Regions from separate parts of the Sus scrofa genome. Here region 1 is linked to region 2. The links are chromatin contacts, called in public HiChIP or PLAC-seq maps. All regions are on one chromosome and are shown on one strand. The core of a region is the stretch at or near the end of the contact, and the rest is flanking DNA. Distances in the headings are between cores, read along the strand shown.

What was found. HiChIP or PLAC-seq counts read pairs in DNA pulled down with a chosen protein or histone mark.
Region 1: an H3K27ac HiChIP or PLAC-seq map of skeletal muscle shows a contact between it and region 2. The contact joins the promoter of ASB16 here to the promoter of TMEM101 in region 2. A contact is called at or near these places in 4 of 47 Hi-C or Micro-C datasets (alveolar macrophages, embryonic fibroblasts, fetal heart ventricle and 1 more) and 2 of 2 datasets of contacts at active chromatin or transcription factors (alveolar macrophages and skeletal muscle).

What each region holds. Positions count from the first base shown.
Region 1 is chr12:19,038,952-19,043,599 of Sscrofa11.1, forward strand. ASB16 (ankyrin repeat and SOCS box protein 16) reads right to left here and starts at 1,530. Exons shown (of 5, transcript XM_021066898.1): 1 at 892-1,530. The coding sequence starts at 1,483.
Region 2 is chr12:19,163,158-19,167,759 of Sscrofa11.1, forward strand. TMEM101 (transmembrane protein 101) reads left to right here and starts at 2,476. Exons shown (of 4, transcript NM_001244685.1): 1 at 2,476-2,618; 2 at 2,940-3,120; 3 at 3,960-4,106. The coding sequence starts at 2,482.

The DNA.
Region 1 (4,648 bases), core at 280-2,779, 130 kb before region 2:
CCATTGTGGCACAGTGGAAATGAATCCAGGAGGACTTGGGTTCCATCCCTGGCCTCCATCAGTGGCACTTCTGTGAGCTGTTGGTGTAGGTCACAGACGTGGTTTGAATCCCACGTTGCTGTGGCTGTGGTGTAGGCTAGCAGGTATAGCTCTGATTCAGCTCCTAGCCTGGGAACCTTCATATGCCACGGGTGCAGCCCTAAAAAGAAAAAAAAAATTATGTGGATTTATGGTAATTGACATAGAAAGATGTTACATGAAAAAAATATTAGGCTATAAATAGCATCTGGAGTATAATTTCCTTCTCCAAAAGAAAAAATACTCATGTATGGCTCTATATTTACGGCTATATATTCAGAGGAAAAAACTGCATTAGAATATAACTGTGGGAGTTCCTGCCGTGGCTCAGTGGTTGACGAATCCGACTGGGAACCATGGGTTTCAGGTTCGATCCCTGGCCTTGCTCAGCGGTTTGGGGATCCGGCGTTGCTGTGAGCTGTGGTGTAGGCTGCAGACACAGCTCGGATCCTGCATTGCTGTGGCTCTGGTGTTGGCTGGTGGCTACAGCTCCGATTAGACCCCTAGCCTGGGAGCCTCCATATGCCGTGGGAGCGGCCCTACAGAGGGCAAAAAGACAAAAAAAAAAAAAAAAAAAAAAGAATATAACTGTGTGCCTATGAAATTCATGTAATATGTTAACATGATGTTAATTCTGAAAAGACACACAAACCACTCAGTGTGCCTCCTCTCTGTTTTGGGGGGTGGGGGCAGAATGGGCCGTGGGAAGGGACTGTCTAGTCTCAGGTCAGGAGGGAGGCGATGGACCCAGGCGCTCTCCCCTCCCCCCTCCTCCCTCTCCCTGCTCTTCGGCCCCCACCTGGTGCTCCCTACCCTGTTCAGCTGACCAGGCCAGCTGGTTGCTCACAGTCTCCACAATCATGTTGGCAGCGTCTTCGTCCTGGAACAGGGCTTGGATCTGCTGCAGGTCGCCGGAGAACAGGGCATTGTGCACAGCCGGGTCCCGGCAGGAGCGGCGCGGCCTGGTGAGTCGGGCCCGCGAACTCGAGGGGCACCTTTGGCTCCGGCACCGCTGGGCTGCCGCCCGCCGCCGGTCCTCCCATTCCAGCCACTCCCGCTGCAGGCGGAGAGAGCGCAGGGTGGAGGAGGTGAAGGGGAAGGTCTCCTCCGCCATGGGCCGCGATCCGGGGGTCTGGGCAGCCGCCGCCCAGCAGAGCCAGCCTCCCTCGGGTGCGACTGCCACCCTCGCTCTGAGAGGCCACCCTGCCCCCTCACCCGTGACCCAGAGAGAAGCAGCTGAGGCTATAAATAGGCCCTTCGCAGCTCTGATAAACATGGTTTGCCCAGAGTCATCATCTTTTTGTGGAGAAGGTGTTGGGCCAACCCCCAGCCCGGGGAGAGGGCCAGCCCCTGCGGATACCCTCCGAATGGGGAGCCAGCCCTCGGCTGAGCCCCAGGCCTGCATCCTCCCGCGTCTCTGGAGTGAGCATCTTGGGGTGGCAAGGTCCCGTCCGAGGTGAGTGAAACAGTCAAGCAGGGAATGGACAGGACAGGGGGGGAGTGTCAGAATCCCCAGACCTCTCTGATGCTGGCTGGAGGGAGGACCCCAGTCCAGGAAATAAGGGCAGGTCACGTCAGGGTTCAGACACCTGCAGTAGCAGGAATAACTCTGCACCTATAGGCACAAGATTTTACAATATTTAAATCACTTTTTCTTTCCTGTCTCTTTAGGACCGCACCCTCGGCATATGGAGGTTCCCAGGCTAGGAGTCAAATCGGAGCTGTAGCCACTGGCCTATGCCACAGCCACAGCAGTGTGGGATCCAAGCCGTGTCTGCGACCTATACCACAGCTCATGGCAACACCAGATCCTTAACCCACTGAGCGAGGCCAGGGATCGAACCTGCGTCCTCATGGATCCTAGTCAGATTCATTTCTGTTGAGCTAATGGGAACGCCTTAAATCACTTTCATATCCATGTTTACTCAGGTGACCCTGCTTCCTGGCTCACCCACGTAAACAGCAAACTTGGTTTTGACAAGAAATTATACGATCAGGCTAATCATCAGTTTGGCTCCTCTGAGATGGGCAGGCAAGGTGAACTCACTGGCTCGAGGTCACAGCTTGTGGACCGGGAGCCAGGCTAGGACCCCAGTGGGCCTGACTTCATAGATGGTGCACCTCAGTGAGAGCCTCTCCCCACCTTCTAAGCAGGACAGCCCAGCCCCCAAAACTGCCTTCAGTGCATCTTGTTTTGGTCCCCCCACCCCACCCCCGAGCTCCTAAAGAGGGTTTAGGTGCCTGAGGAAGACCCACTGCTTTCCCTTTAAACTTTAGGAACCGTCTGTCACAAACCCACTCACTCTCTGGAGAAAGTTGCTATGCTTCCAGAAGCCTCTAGGGGGAGGAATGAGGCCGTGAAACAGCACTAGCTGGTGTTACTGCCGAGCAGTGGAGGGGAGGGCGGGAGGCCCCTCAGCCCCTCAGGGTGGGTCTGCCCACACCCCTCTGGGCGCCTCTGCCCACTGCGCTTCCTCCACTGCCTGGCCCTGCAGGGCCCCGGCTCAGGAGTCCCCGACCCCATCCTTTCCCTGGTACCCTCACAAGGCTCCCATTGGCACACGTGCAGGCACCGACTCAAGGTCTTTAACCTGGAGCAGCCCAGCCTCCTACCCGGTGTTCCTTCCTCGGGCCACAACCCCTGGGCTCCACTGCCCCAAAGGCAGGATCCGAAACAGCTCACTCCCCAGCTCCAAACCCCTGAGCCCTGCGCTCTCCCTCCAACTCCAATGCCCCAGCTTGGCCTCATGTAAGGCAGCGTCCCCGTCACGGTTCCCTGCCATTCCCTCTGCTTGGAACTCCCTTCTGACTCATTCCTCAAAGTCCACCTCAAAGGTCACCTGCTCTGGGAGCCGTCCCTACAGCAGCTCAGATTCCCCCACCCCTGTGGTTCTAGCCGCTCTCCAGTCCCTGCTCTTGAAGGACTTCTCCTGCAGGTTGTCGAGCCCCTGTCCCCAGGACCGTGGATAACAGCCTGCCGCGCTGGATGTGGGCTCCAGGGCAGGACCTGAATCGATTCAGCTGGGGTTCTGGTACCCAGTCGGGCCTATCACGCAGCAGCTCTTGATGTGGTGTTTGGGAGCCCTTGGCTTGTGGGGGGCCGGCCTCCTGTGTAGCATGTTGACTGAGGGCCCCTGTTCCCCGCCAGGGCCACCACTCATCTGCCTGCCCGAGTGGGTGCAGCAGCCCTGGCTGTTTCCGGTTCTGCCGTTACCCTGCGGTTCACCCACTCCGGCCCCAGCGTCTTGGTGGTGTTCCAGGGTGGGGGATCCCAGAGGAGTGAGATCATGCCCAGCCAGGCCTTGGAGAGCCTCGGAGAAAGGCGCCTCTATAAACGCAGCTGTGATTAACCCTGTTGGCACCTATTCGATGGTTTAACTACCCCACCAACGGCCGGGCTGAGCACCCACAGCTGGGTTCCCAGGGTTGGGCGATGGCAAGGCTGGGTGGGCGTCCCCTTGCCCTTAGGCACACAGGAGCCTTGGCGAGTGGGGCCCGCGGCTGTGCTGACCTCCCAGCCTCTCTGCAGCCTTGTCACAAGCCTGAAGGTGCTCTGACTGCAGCTCGGTCCTCAGATCCCGTAGGTTCTGTCTCCTGTCCTTAGCTTTAATTTCCTAAGGGCAGAAAAACTGTCCTCAGCATTAACTTCCTGAGGCCTTTCCTTCAACCCACATGGAGCCCAGTTTCACTGGCAGGAACAGTGCCAGGCGACTGGCTCCCCAGCCTGCCTTCTGGGAGCTCAGAACCTGTGGCGTGATGAGTATGCAAGGAACCAGGACGTGTGTCGGGATCGTGAGCGGCAGAGACCAGGGCTCGGCGGGGTGGGGGTGGGGGTGAGTGGGGAAGGGCCCGCAGGCCAGCGGCGCCGGTGGCTTAGGTGCAGGAAGAGCACCGAGTAGGTGGGCTCCAGCCTGGGGGCAGAGCTGGGGAGTCAGCCACCAGGGGACGGGGGTGGGGGTAGAGAAAGAAGCTGTGCAAGGTGCACTTAGGAAGGACGAGAGAATGGGAGGGCGACATAAGAAGACCCTTTACACCCCACCACGGCCCTTGTCCAACTCTTGCCTAAAAGGGGGTTCAGAGAAACTACGGTGGTGAAGAGTTGCATGGCCACAAAATAAAGTAGTACTGGATTATAACCCGAAGCATAAAATACATACCCATGAGTCCACACTGATAGAAATGAGTGACTGAATAAAAAATAAGGGTGACCAGAGGAATCACCCATGCACAAGAATTCCCACGCAGATATTCTGCCCTTAAGAAGGGGGAACAGGAGTTCCCGTCGTGGCGCAGTGGTTAACGAATCCGACTAGGAACCATGAGGTTGCGGGTTCGGTCCCTGCCCTTGCTCAGTGGGTTAAGGATCCGGCGTTGCCGTGAGCTGGGGTGTAGGTCGCAGACGCGGCTTGGATCCCGCGTTGCTGTGGCTCTGGCGTAGGCCAGTGGCTACAGCTCCGATTCGAGCCCTAGCCTGGGAACTTCCACATGCTGCGGGAGCGGCCCTAGAAATGGCAAAAAGACAAAAAAAAAAAAAAAGAAGGGGGAACAGAACTCCTCTTTCCTTAAGTGC
Region 2 (4,602 bases), core at 1,226-3,725:
TGATTGTGTTCATCTTGGGGCTTAGGACCCACCACCCCTCCCTCACCTATATCCCTCTGACCTAGCACAATGCCGTCATCTCTCCCGGCCCTAGAAGAGGGATCTGGCCCCTAGTCTTCAACACTGCTGTGGGGAAGAGAGCACTAAGAGGCAGAGGCTGAAGACTGGAGGGAGCTGGGGTGGGATGGGTACAAGGAAGATTTCATTGATCTGAATCTCCTTCCCCCTCCTCTCATATGTCCCTGGCCTCTGCTGCTGGGGACTTGATCAGAAAAATTATGATGGGGCTGGGGTGAGGTAAGGGTATTGTTCCTGGAACTATTTTGTGGACATAAACTATCCCAGGTCTCAGCACCTTAGCTCCTTCTTGAGGGCTGTGTATCTTGTTGCATTTGAATTGGGGATGGGTGAGGAGATTAGAAAAAGAAAACCAACTGGAAAGTTGATTCTGCACTATGTGCCTGTATTTTGGTGAAAAAACTTGTCTTATGTGGTTGTCCCTGGGGGGGGGGGTGGAGGGAGGAAGTAGGCAAAACGACTTTTAACCCAGTCTTTTCATTCTCAGTGCCTGGAGATTTCCCACTCCTATCCCGACCCCAATCCCAGCGATCACACACTCTCATTCCCTAGCTTTCTGCATGGGTAGATCTCTTTCTCAGCATTCTTTCTGATATACCCAGGCATCCTAGTGAGTTTGTTTTGTTTTGTTTCGGTAGTACCTGTGGCAAATGGAAGTTTCTGAGTCAGGGATCGAACTTGTGTCACTGCAGCAGGACAACACTGGGTCTTTAACCTGCTGAGCCACAAGGGAATCCCGTATTCTAGTGACTGTAAGAAAACTAGATGTGAAAAGGTGTTTTGTTGTCTAGCTTTCACTGGCTGATTGGAAACTTTATTTTATGTTATATTAATATAAATATAAATATAACATACAATAAAATCATAATATGATCATATAATTAGAACACAAGCAAATATAAATATAGTTTCATGATATAATAGTTTATATGTTACATATAAATTATATATATATATATATATTTTTTTTTTTTTTTCTTTTTTGGCTGCACCCTTGGAAGTTCTTTGGGCCAGGGATCAAATCCAAGCCGAAGCTGTGACCTGCATCACAGCTGTGGCAATGCCTGAGTTTAACCCACCGTGCCACAGCAGGAACTCCCATGATGGTGAATTTTAAATTCACATTGTCAGAAATGTTATTTGGACACCAGCCCTCTTCCCTTCACTACCCCCAGGGAAATGGAAACAGATTTCCCAAATTAAAAGGCCTAATGGAAGTACTTGTAGTCTTAACTTCAGTATTAGAAGATGAATTTATATGTTGCAGGGTGGGGGTGGAGGAAGATAGGTAGGGGTAGCGTTGTGGTGGCAATCCCAGAGTGCCCAGAACTTTTGCTTATTTATTCAACACATAATTACTGAGACAAAACGTAGTGGTAACACCTTGTGTTTATTTATCTATGCAGCACACAATTCATGAATGCATCTTCCTAGGCCCTGAGGATATAATAGTAAAAAAAGGAGATGTTATCCTTGCCCTCATGGAGCTCACAATCTAGTGTTAATCTAGTCATTAACAAACAAAAAAATCACAAGTATATAATTGCCAATATATCAAGTGAATCAAAGGAAGGGTGCCTGATGGTTATGAGAACATAAAATGGGCGAGCCGAGGCGTTCCCCCTGTGGCCTAGTAGGTTAAGGACCTGGTGTTTCTGCAAAAGCGGGCGCAGCACCCCTGGCCCAGGAAATTCCGTATGCTGCTGGGTGTGGCCCTAGAAAGAGGAAAAAAGAAAAAGCAAAACACCGAGGAGCTGAAAACAAAGAAGTGGGGAAGACCGGTGGAAGCCTACTGCAGTTAAACTGACAAAAGGTGGTGGTTTGGGCTAGAGTGGGAGCACCGAGCTGGAGAAAAACACACTGATTGAGATGTCTCATGTCCACATCAGCGCGCTCTCTTCTCTCAGGGGACAGCAGAAGTGCAGACCAGGGCCAGACTTCTCAGGAGTGGCTCTTAGAAGACCCTCCTACTTTGAACTTAAGCAGAAGCAGAGGGTTTCCTCTGGTGTGGGGGTTGTGTGTGTGTGTGTACACTATTGAACCCGCCATGTGCTAGGACCAGCACTGTCCCCCTTTCCCAGATATATCTTGTGAAGTGTAAGGCGATAGGGTTGGAGCCCAGGTTTAGATGCATTCAAAAGTTAGTTCGTTTACTGTTCCTTTTTCTACTCTAATTTTCAATTTTACAGCTACACGAAGGGGCCCTTAAGCCTCAGTGGGCAGAAGTTAAGGCTGAACCCCGCAGCTAGAACACTTCCCTCGGTCCAGAACTAGAGAAAGAGAGCTTTGTTTCCCGACGGAAGGGGAAAAAAAACCCTCGCGAGGCCCGGAAGTTGCGCGTTGCATTGCCCTCACCCACCTCCCTGGCCGGGGTGAGGCCGCGGCGGACTGCCCTTCTTCAAGATGGCGTCGAAGATGGGTTCGCGACGGTGGATGCTGCAGCTGATCATGCAGCTGGGTTCCGTGTTGCTCACACGCTGCCCCTTCTGGGGCTGCTTCAGCCAGCTCATGCTGTACGCTGAGAGGGCCGAGGCGCGCCGGTGAGCGGCTCCGCGCGGTCGCTGAACGTGGTGGGGGCTGTCCGGCCCGTCTCAGGAACGGGGGTGCGGTGAGGTGGGGAAGAAGTCGGGGCCCAGAAAGTTGGGACGCTTGTACTGGGGGGGATTTGGGGCCTCAAACTTGTTAGGGACTCTGGTCTGGAGCAAGGTGGGTAGCGAGGGTAGTGCGGGGTCCTAGCCATGAGGGGGGCTCTGGTTTGGGGAAGCAGTGGAGCTTGCGGGAGCTCAGGGTGTCCCGAGGCTCTTCCCGCTTCATTCTTTGCTTCATTCTGTCCTTGTTCCTTCCCACCTCCCGGCTCACAGGAAGCCCGACATCCCAGTGCCCTACCTGTACTTCGACATGGGGGCGGCCGTGCTGTGCGCTAGCTTCATGTCCTTTGGAGTGAAGCGGCGCTGGTTCGCGCTGGGAGCCGCACTCCAGCTGGCCGTTAGCACCTACGCCGCCTACATCGGGGGCTACGTCCACTACGGGGACTGGCTGAAGGTGAGCACCTCGGCCCTAGATGGGACCTCGCTGGGATGACGAGGAGCCAGTGCCCGGCACAGTTGGGTGAAGCCTGAGAAGGCGGAACCCCAGGCTTGTAGAGATTATCACAGATCGCAGAACAGAAGGATTTAGAGACCACACAAGCCTGCCTTTCAAAGTGTGGAAACTGAGGTCCAGAGGTGGGAAACAGACTTTCCCAAAGTTACACCACAGTTGGCATTACATTTACATTTAAATCCTTGGTTTAGGATGTAGTCTGTTATCTCAGACTCATAGGACAAAAAGGACCTTTGAAATATCTGATCTGACCATCTGATTTTATGAAATTTAATTAATCCTAGGGCAGCATTTAAGCCTGTAAATGCCAGAACCTGTGCTAGGCACTACATGCTTGGAGAAAAGCCTGGACTAAGGCACTACCCTCAAGGAATGGACTGTCAGTCCAGTAGGGGAGGCAGATGTGTGAATAGCTGCAGGACAGTGAGATCAGTGGTTACTTTGTGGAACAGACTATACTGTACACCAGAAAGAACACTGGGATTCAAGGGAGCAGAACTGGGGTGGGGAGGGGGGGCAATGCTTGGCATCTGGGTTCTGCCGCTTACTTTGTGTAGGACCTTGGACGACTTTATTAACCCTTCAGGGCCTCACTTTTCACTTCTGATAAAAAGAGTTATCTATCTCTGCTCTACCTGCCCACCACACTTGGAAATGCTAAGAGGGTTCATCACGTGGAGTGGGATGCTTCGAGATGGGCAGGCAGTTCTGCGCTGCGGGCAGCCAGCAGACCTGTGGTGGCTTCAGTTCCTGACTGGGGTCCCCTCGCCTCGGCCTAGGTCCGCATGTACTCGCGCACAGTTGCCATCATCGGCGGCTTTCTTGTGCTGGCCAGCGGCGCCGGGGAGCTGTACCGTCGGAAACCCCGCAGCCGTTCCCTTCAGTCCACCGGCCAGGTCTTCCTGGGCATCTACCTCATCTGCGTGGTAGGTTGGGGGAACGGTTGACTGGAGATGCTTGACGGAGTGAGCTGTGAGCCTGAGCCTGGCAGAATGCAGGGAGGTGGGCAGGATGAGGCCTCGCATGCAGTTCCTGATGACCTGGCTCCTGGCAGTTGCCCTGACCAGCTTCTGAGCCTTGGGGGACCTTCAAGAGACTGAGGGCTGGCTCAGAGTCCCTTCTTCCAACATGATGGCCACCCGGGAGAGGAGAGGGTGGATCGACCATTCAGTCCTAAGCCTGAGAGCCAGGATAGCAAGATGGCCTGCTCCTCTCACGGTTTCAGCCCCCAGAGGATTGGGAGAGGGGACAGAGGGGAGGTTTGGAGCTGATGGGGCTGCCTGGCAGAACCGGTTATATCCTGGGTGCTAGGGGAGGCCGGGGTGGATGGGGACGTGGACAGGCCCTGGGTCACTTGGCTTCATCTTAGTTCCTGGGCACCATCTCCCATGTGCAGGGTTCTGTGTTCAGAGGTGAGAGTCC